Linked DNA regions of Zea mays: region 2 is linked to region 1. A link is a contact called in public Hi-C data. All regions are on one chromosome and are shown on one strand. The core of a region is the stretch at or near the end of the contact, and the rest is flanking DNA. Distances in the headings are between cores, read along the strand shown.

Region 1 (4,572 bases), core at 584-3,083:
TTACAATTACAATAATAGGTGAACCTCGAGACCCACATATCCAACTAGAAGCACACACCAAAGCCTGAACAGTCGTTGGCTTCAATGAACTCATGTAATCATCAAGGATCCTACCCCGGTGCTAAAACTGGATGCTGAAAAAGCAGTAGTTGCTTATGCCATTGTTCCCAATATTGGTCTGATTTTGTCATACAAAAGCCACTGAGAGTGTGATGGTTTCCATTCATAGCTATTGTCTACTTCAGAATACTAACCAAAGGCATCCTTATAGTCAAGGCAAGAATCTAGCATTTTGTATGTTGAACTCCACCTTGTTTTCACATCAAGGCATAATCCTTGTCCTACTTTCACAGAATATTGGTTGCAAACTTCTACAAACTTGTACATACGGGTTGGAGACCTCTTAAAGAACTTCACTTTGTTTCTAATATCACCTATCAAAGAGTCAATTGGCTGCAATCCATCATTCACTACCAAATTGACTATGTGGGCAGCACAACGGACATGAAAATAAACATGGTTAAAGGTTGAGTTCTTCCTAGCAAGAAGCTTGGACTTCAAATTTGTAATAGTGGAATCATTGTTGGAAGCATTATCAAGAGTGATTGTCAAGATCTTATCCTCTATTTTCCATTCAACCAAACATTCAAAAATAGCCTGAGCAATGACAATATCAGTGTGTGGAGGATCCCTCCAATTCAATAAAATGCAGAACACGACATTGCAAAATCCAATCAACAGAATGGGCCACCAAACACATATACTGAATATTTTGATTTGATGTCCATAAATCAGTAGTTAAACTTATTGATTCAGCCTCTCTAAGACTCTTCTTCATCAGTTCTTTCTCGGATTCATAAACCTTCATGCATTCATTTTTAATAGTCTTCATTCCAATGGGTTTATAGTTGTTATTCATTCATTTCATCAAGATATTGAACCATTTATGCTCGACCATTCTAAATGCATAATAATGGACAATTACCATCTTGGCAATCAAAAGTCTAGTGTGCTCATGATCATATTCAGTGGGATTAACAACAACAACTCCACCATTGAAAGTAAAGGGGATAGTACTTTGAGCAAGTTTTTTCTTAGCCCGTGCCAGGTTGTTCAAATACTGTGTGCACTTGCCTAGATGTCGGTTCAGTGTTGTAGTACTCCCCCTTGATGGTATAGATAAGACCTATAACATAACTTGCACTTGGCTTTTGTCTCCATAACTCCAAGTTCCTTTCTAGATGCAACATTGACCACCTTAAAATACTTCCAACAACCAGCCCTCTTTACTCTATTCACCTTGCATTTGGAGGGGGATACCCGAGTACCTACTGTCGACCTCTTTGTCTTCTCAGTCTTTGACAACTCATCTCCATCGGCTGAAGGTAGACTCTCATCGTCAAGATCAAAGTTACTGTTCTCTGATTCCGTCAACAAAATCTCCCATGCGTGCTCCTCCCCTTGCCCCTCCATCTCCATCACAACATCGAGTTGCTGCACAAAAGAAGCAACGAATAGAAACATTATTTTCAAATATTTGAAATTATAACCCTATTAGATCATTCAGATTTAATATAATCCTAAACCCTAAGCAATCATAACAGATCAAGGCAACCATAACAGTGATTACAACTATATTTGAAATTATCATTCAGAGCTAATATAAAAACAATAACAACGATTACAACCATAGCACGAGGACACACCTTTTCTATGGATACTTGCGATGCCGACGATGCACATGTACTACTTGCCATCATCGTCATCTTCTTGGAAGCTAGGGTCTTTGTGCGCTTGCTCACTGATCCAGAACAAGAACTTCGTCGAGGTGGCAGTCCTGGCAGACGTCCTTCGTGTGCCTGCGAGTCTGCGACACCGGATCTTGGGCCTCCATGGTGAGTTGGTGACGAGCCCACGACGGGCGGGTGACCAGTGAGGCGTGGGCGCGCGACAAGCTGAGCACCTGAGCGACGGGGCGCGAGTTGCTGAGCAGAGAGCACCTGAGCGGGCGAGGCAATCTAGCAGAGCCGCAGGTGGCTGGCTAGGCGTCGGAGTTGGGGTGGAGGTGGACGGATGGTGCGGCTGCGGACTGCGAAGTGCGGTGGTGGCGTGGACCCATGGTGGACTACGAGCTGCGATGCCGGCGTAGCGGCACGTGACGAACTGACGACGTATGTCGATATGCGGCTCTGTGCTCTAGCCTTTAGGATTTCGAGTTAGATTTGTGAAGTTAGGACTTGAAAGACTTTGCGTGCACACATCATGGATTGTGGTTGTGACGGTGGCCTGTTGTGCAGGAGTTGGACTGGACCGCTTTTCTAGAGTGGAACATGCACATCGCTGGATCAGTTGATCAGGTCATCTACACATCTCGTTAGGTTCGTGAGTATCTCACGAGCCAGCCCGAGTTTAACTTATTAAGAACCAATCTAAATTATTGGCTCAACTCTTAACTCATTTTAAATAAGTCGAGCTAAAATCGAGTTGAGTACTGATAAATCGAGTTGAGTCCGTTATCGAGCCGCGATTCGTCCAGGCCTACAACTACAACCTACGGTCTCTGTTTCGCGGACGTTTTTACTGAGGAAGGTCCATCCTTCTCCCTCCTAGGCTCCGTCGGTCTCTCTCTCTCTTTCCTTATCCCCGGCCCGTGGCCCGTGCTAACGGTGATTAGGGTTCCGAATCGTGTTTAAGCGCTGCGAAATCACGGCTGGGGCTTCGTCCTCGAGTCGTCGTCCTGCTGGATGTCACCTCGTGTCCCGCGCCGACGCCAGTGCTCGTCCTCGGAGCCGCCTCTCTCCGACGATCGCCGGAGACGGATACGGTCGAAGCCGTCACTGCAGGCCGCGCTCGTGCGTCGTAGCAGGTCAGCTCCCCAGACCTGCTGCCTTCCTACCTTATCTTGTGGATTTTGGTCGCCCTATTGCGGGGATCTTGTGAGATGACAGCGCTTGGTAGGGAATCATTTAGAACCTACGTAGGAGGGTATTTAGACCTTTGCAAGTTTAGAAATGAAGCAAGCGGGCCGGTGGTCTCAAGTTTGGGATATGTCTTTCTTCCCCTGATGTTCCTGAAATCCCTTCCTTTATGAATGAGGTATCGAGCTTAGCATATATTAAGCTGGAGAAGCTTAAGCTGCCCCATTTATTTTCAGCTGGATGCTTACCAGTTGTTGGAGGTGCAATTTCAATGAACCATGAAAGGTTCATTTGTTCTGGTCAATTTCTCTCCTGTTACCATTTACCAAACGCGCCCAAAGATTAGCCACCCACATCTTTGAATCTGACAAAGGGTTATAGAGTAGAGTAGTATGTCCATCATTGTATCTGAATCTATTTAAGGTCATGGTTTTCATATGTTCTAGGAAATCTCCAAATCCTCTTCACTTTACAATGATAGTGGTGCTCTAGTGACATCTTCACCATGTGTTATAACTTACTATATACTAGATGCCATTTTAGCTTAGCATCATTTTTGCATTCTCAGTTTTTTGTGCGCTACTGCAGATGTCTAGTAGCTCCAACGGCCATTATCCTGCTAATGGTGCAAAGATTCTTCATAGAAAAGAAAAGAATAAAGAGGTACCATGATTCTATAGTTCCTTTATGTAATATTTTAAGGTGTTTCACATTTGAATAATGTAAGAAAAACGTAAATTTGTGTCATTAATTTGTTCCGGTTGAGTTCATAATATTGTTAATAATGCAGAAAGTACAGCTCGACAAAAATTCAGCCACTTGGGTGTGCCAGAAGGACAGGCATTATGTTGAAAAATTAGAAACAGAATTGATGAACTGCTATCAGGAAATTGGTATGCACTAGTAATTGTTCTGTTTCTCGTTGGTCTGGCTACTCTATATCTAGTTACTTTGGCAGTATTTACTGACTGCAATTGCAGACTATTTGCAGGATCAGTTAAATATACGGAGCGTTGAAGCAAACTTCATGGGAGAGCACATTCACAGTCTTGAACTGAAGCTGACTGAACTTGAAAAGTTCCCAGAAAGAGTGAGAGCGATGGACAATGAGCTGATACGATCTGATTCCCAGTGCTGGCTTCTGATGGAAGAAGTCAGATGTAAAGAAGAGGAGTTGCAGAAGGCAGCCTCACAGATAGAGAAGCTTGAAAGTACAGCTTTAGATTCACAATGCGAAATTGAGAGCTTGAAACTTGATTTGACTAATCTTGAGCAGAGACTATTTGACGCTGAGAGATTTTCCCAACATGCTGGTGAGCACAAAGCTCAATTTGACAAACTACTGGGAGAACATGAGCTCCAGCTACATGAAGCACAGAAAACTATTCATCAACTTGTATGGGAGAATAAGCAACTGAAGGAGTTGTTGCCTGTAAGAGCTCCTAAACAATCTCCTCCTGGATCTGGATGGAAAGTTAACAAAACATTGGAGAACGGTGTGCATGCAGAATGCGAAAGTGGCGATGTAATTCTTGAAAATATGGCAAAACGAAATGAAGAATCTGAACTTCTAATTGAGCAGCTCAAGGTAATTAATTGTTCTACCACATGCAATAAGAAATTGGTATAAGCTCTAAATTTGGACAAGTGCCAT
Region 2 (4,572 bases), core at 806-3,305, 140 kb before region 1:
ACACAACGGCTTCTAACCTTTACGCATAGTAGCGTTGCTTTGCTTCGCTGTCTGTCTGTCTGTCAGAGAGAGAGAGAGAGAGAGAGAGAGAGAGAGAGAGAGAGGTGCAGTGCAGTACCGTACTCTCGTTGCTTGCTTCCCAGTTCCCTCTCTCACTCTCTGGTACGAAGTGAACCGTAGTTTGCAGAGCCACACCAACCTGTAGCGTGACAGTACCGTAGTACACTGGGCATGCAGCGGCTGAAGCAATTGGTTACTTCGGGGCAACCAATCGGCTCCAGCCTCGCACAAGCACAAGGTAGACCTCACACCTCAGGTTGGTGAGCAAAAGCAGGAGCAGAGCAAAGGCTACCAGTTGGCGAAGTTAAAAATAACAAAACTGACCGAGTAAACAGATGGGTAGCTTTCGAGCTAATCTTAGCATCTGCTAAACTGAAGCACCTCGGGATATCATCATCATAGGCAGTCTTATTGATCTAGTGTACTGAAGAACAGAAATGCTAAAACCATTGAAGTAATAACCTGATAGAAAACCCGACTCCTGCTTCAAGACTCCCTTGGTAAGCTTGGGGGAAAAAAATAAATTGAATTGGATGAATCTGTACAGAGCCCCACATTCATCACTTCGCGGCAAACTTGGTTCAGGTCTCCTCCGCTGCAGCCGGTGGGAAGTTGAGATCAAGTAACCCGTCGGCGACTGCTGAATGCTGCTCCTGATGGTCTGCGCCGGCGCCGGCGACATAGTAGAGATCGACGCCGTTGGACTCGCAGGACATCAGATGCGACCGCTTGTGCTCCAACTCCGCGTCGGGCACCGCCTCGTCGTCCTTGGGCTTGCCGAAGCCGATGGCCACCGAGTCCGGTGACGCGGAGGGGGACATCGTGTTGAACGACGTGTACGTCTCGGTGCTTGGCTCCGGCGGCGCGGAGGACGCGGCGGGAGTGATCTTATTCTTAGGGGAGCTGCAGCTGGCGTTCATGCGCTTGTGGCTCGCGCGATGGCCGCCGAGCGCCTGATACGAGCTGAACAGTTTGCGGCATCCCGGACACTCGTACCGGGTCCGCTTCGGCGCCACGGGCACGGGATCGTGTTGATTCTTCCGGGAAGCTCGCTTCCTGTTCTTGGCGACGCCGCCCTTGATCTTGATCTTGATCTTCTTTGCGCTCTCCAAAGTCTCGTTCTTGGCCGGCGAGCTACACATACCGGTGTCGCGCGAGAGCATCAGTAGACAGAGCGCGACGTCTTCAGTCTCTTTCTCGAGCCCACTCAGCACCCGCGGCGGCGGAGCCGCCACGCGCATCGATCGGCGCCTCCGCCTAGGGGACGCCGACAGCACCGTCAGAGCCGCCACAGGCGCCTCCGTCGGCTTCACCATTTCTGCTTCCTCTGCTTCCCCCTCCTCTACAGAGAATTCATCCTCTTCCACGTCCTCGTCGTCGTCGACGTCGTGATACCTGTCGCCGGACGCATGATTGCGTATGTGGCCGAACAAAGACTTCCACGACTTCCCGCACTCAACGCCATGGCCGACATCCTTCTCGTCAGCAAAGTCGGATAGGCGCCGAGTCTTCCTGGGATTCTCCCTCAGCCCGTACGCGACCAGTCCGTCACAGCCCCGGCCACCATTCGACGAAACAGGCGTCAGCTCGTCGGCGGCGTGAACCTCCAGCGCTGCCTCGCCGAGCGAGATGTGCGATCTCATATGTCCTCCGAGCGACCGGCCGGACAGGAAGCTTTTTCCGCAGACCTTGCATCCATGCCTCGCCGCATCGAGCTCCACGACATCCATCAATAAGCGAGAAGCCGTGAAACTGATTGAGGATCGAGGGATCAGGAAACCGACCTGGTAGCCATCAGGAGTTCAGGACGCGATCGCGAGGAGGATCCGCGGCGCGATCTGGGAGTGGGAGGTGGGGGGAGCAAGCGTTAGGCAAGCAGAGTGCTGAAAGAGTGAGAGGTGAGGAAAGGTAGGATGGTGTGGTGTGGTTAAGCGGGATGACGAAGCTAGCGGAGGTCGTGATCTGCTCGGAGGTTTTGTTGGGGCGACGGGTGCGGTTGGGGCCTTGGGGAGTTGGGGGAGGAGGAATCCATGCATGGAAGCAAAGTTAAAAACCGATAGGAGAGAGAAGAGAACCACATGGGCTGATGGGCCCTGCCTGCAATGGAGACAGGTGGTGGGTTACTTTAGAAGAAAAAAGAGGGCCTCCAACGTGGAAGGGCTGCCACATCATAGTCTGATGTGGTGTTAAATCTACGTAGATGACACGTGGCTCTGTAGCAGCATCACAGCTTTGAATGTGTCAGACAGAGGTTTTTTCTTGGGTAGTAGTAGCGGATTGCGTGATACCAGCTGTTGTGATAACTCTATACATGCCATGGGTAAATTTGGTCTATATATAGACTCATTATTCACGAAATTCATGAGGTATTACACTAGGAACGGTTCTTCTCTATCGATAGAATCTCTACTACACCTTAAGGTTGGAGCGAGGGCGTCCACCACCCTCACCGTGCCCCCGCTCCAGCCCCCGCCCGCGCCCGCGCCGTCTTCCTCCCTGCTATCCCGCCTCCGCCCGCGCCGTCCCTTCCCTGCATCCCGCCCCCGCCAGCGCCGTCCCTTCCCTGCAATCCCGCCCCCGCCAGCACGCCAAGCGTGGATCTCGCGCAACTCCCAGCGCGCAGCCGCTGATCCCATCCCCGCGCTCCCCTCCGCTACCCCATCCATCTCGCCTCCTCACCTCATGCCATCAGCGCGTCCGCGGCCCTCCGCCCTCGCCCTCGCCCCGTCGTTCTCGCGTCCTCCCTCTCCTGTAATGGCGCGCGGTGAGGACCACGCATATTCGATTTGGGTCGGGGAAGGTCCGCCTCCGAGCTGTTAATGGAAGGTTCGTCTACGCGTCGCTCTCTACCGCCCGCCAATCTCGCGTCTGCGCGCCGCTCTCTTCCGCCCTCCAATCTCGCTCAACCGCACCCTGCTCAATTAAACCCTAGCTACGCTTCCTCCAGATCCCGGCATCTCGGCTCCATGGCCATCCTCGTCCCTCGCTCCAGCCTCAAATCTCACCCTGTCGATATTCGTTTCAGGGATAGTTGTACTCGTCACGTTCCTGCTCAGGGACAAGCTCAGCTACATCTTCACCGGCGACAAGGTCGTCTCGTGCACCGTCACTGACCTGTGTCCGCTGCTCGTTGGGACCATCGTGCTCTTCGGGATCTAGCCCGTGTTGTCAGGTGGTTTTTCTTTTTCCCTTATCCAAACTGAAATTGTGGTGCATCTTCTCTCCCCTCGCCCCAGATCGCCGCCCCACTCTCCTCTCTCTCCCGCACACCAAGCGGTCGCAAATCCCAGCCAGCAGCCACCACCGATCTCCTCTCTAATCGCCCCAGATCGTCGCTCTCCATGGAGGGCGCGTGGTGGCCGGGCCGCGAATCTCGAATACCCCGCGACCGCACCCCAGATCGTCGCCCCGACTCTCCATGTAAGGCTCGTCCGCGACATCCCAATCTTCGCGGCTCCGTCGTCCATGGAAGGCGCGACCTCCCCCCAGATCCACTCTCCTCTCTCACGCAATCCCTGCTGACGCGACCCAGATCGCGACCCTCGCTCTCAATCCTCGCCCACACTCTCCATGGATCTGGGTAATCTGTCCTCGCCCACGGTCCTATCTGCTCACATGGATCTGATTGAGGTTTCCATCGACGGGGTAATCGGTCTTGCTCTCGATCCTCGCCCACGCTCTCCAGGATATCGCCCACGCTCTTCAGAAAACAGTGAAAAGATAACTGCTTGTTGGTTTCTTTTGATTTCTCTACTCATTTTCTCTACATGTTTTACAATCCTTCAAAAATCATGTTTATTGCAGCATCTTATTGCATATCTGTTTTTGCTCTTCTATGTTTGCTTCCTATTTTTGAGAAGCATTTGCTATTCTCTATCTTTGAGATTATGAATACTGCCGAATCCATATGCTGGCAAACAAATTTCTTAACTGTACTCTTTTGTATATTCAGGCAATTGATCACATAAATAATTCAGCTGCCAAATCGAGTATGTTTGTCCATTCATTGCCCATCATGAATCCCAGACAAATATCGATCTTGACTCCACGCGCATGCATGCACTTTTTAGAGTTTTTCATTCACTGAACAAAGACATTTTAGAGTGAATAAATGAGGCTCCATACACTTCAGTTCACTGAAACTGAATTGCTCTTGTATACTTCATTTCATGCTTTATTCGAAGAGTAAAGGAATACTCGGAGCAGACCCGAGAAGGCGACGACCAACATGTTTTCAAGTTCTCAAGCCTTCTTGATGACGAGGTATATTCCACAATCCTCCCACCAACAATTCCATATAGTCATTTCAGTTAATAAATGAATATATTACACGCCCATCAGATGATCTCATGTAATTTTTCTTATCGGATCGAAAAGATTGTGATATTCATGATATAACAGCAAGGACTGATTGCAACAAGACTTGAAGATCTAGGGAAGAAAGAGGCAAGACTTCAAGAACTGCCACTTCTACATGAGATATCTGGCCGTTTGATTACATTAGTTTCATAG

Evidence for each region. Hi-C and Micro-C count contacts between places; a contact is called where the count stands out from the background.
Region 2: a contact with region 1 is called in a Hi-C map of tassel, with 4 times the contacts expected there. The contact joins the promoter of LOC100280366 here to the promoter of LOC100193731 in region 1. A contact is called at or near these places in 17 of 25 Hi-C or Micro-C datasets (bundle sheath, ear, endosperm and 4 more) and 2 of 3 datasets of contacts at active chromatin or transcription factors (leaf and seedling).

Annotation. Positions count from the first base shown.
Region 1 is chr2:216,177,261-216,181,832 of Zm-B73-REFERENCE-NAM-5.0, reverse strand. LOC100193731 reads left to right here and starts at 1,833. Exons shown (of 8, transcript NM_001138819.1): 1 at 1,833-2,171; 2 at 2,298-2,378; 3 at 3,507-3,581; 4 at 3,709-3,811; 5 at 3,899-4,506. The coding sequence starts at 3,507. LOC103647809 (a long non-coding RNA gene) reads right to left here and starts at 2,161. Exons shown (of 3, transcript XR_563056.4): 1 at 1,707-2,161; 2 at 1-1,494.
Region 2 is chr2:216,312,688-216,317,259 of Zm-B73-REFERENCE-NAM-5.0, reverse strand. LOC100280366 (C2H2-like zinc finger protein) reads right to left here and starts at 2,055. Exons shown (of 1, transcript NM_001153292.1): 1 at 427-2,055. The coding sequence starts at 1,790. The coding sequence ends at 642. LOC103647811 (a long non-coding RNA gene) reads left to right here and starts at 2,636. Exons shown (of 2, transcript XR_563066.2): 1 at 2,636-4,323; 2 at 4,438-4,572.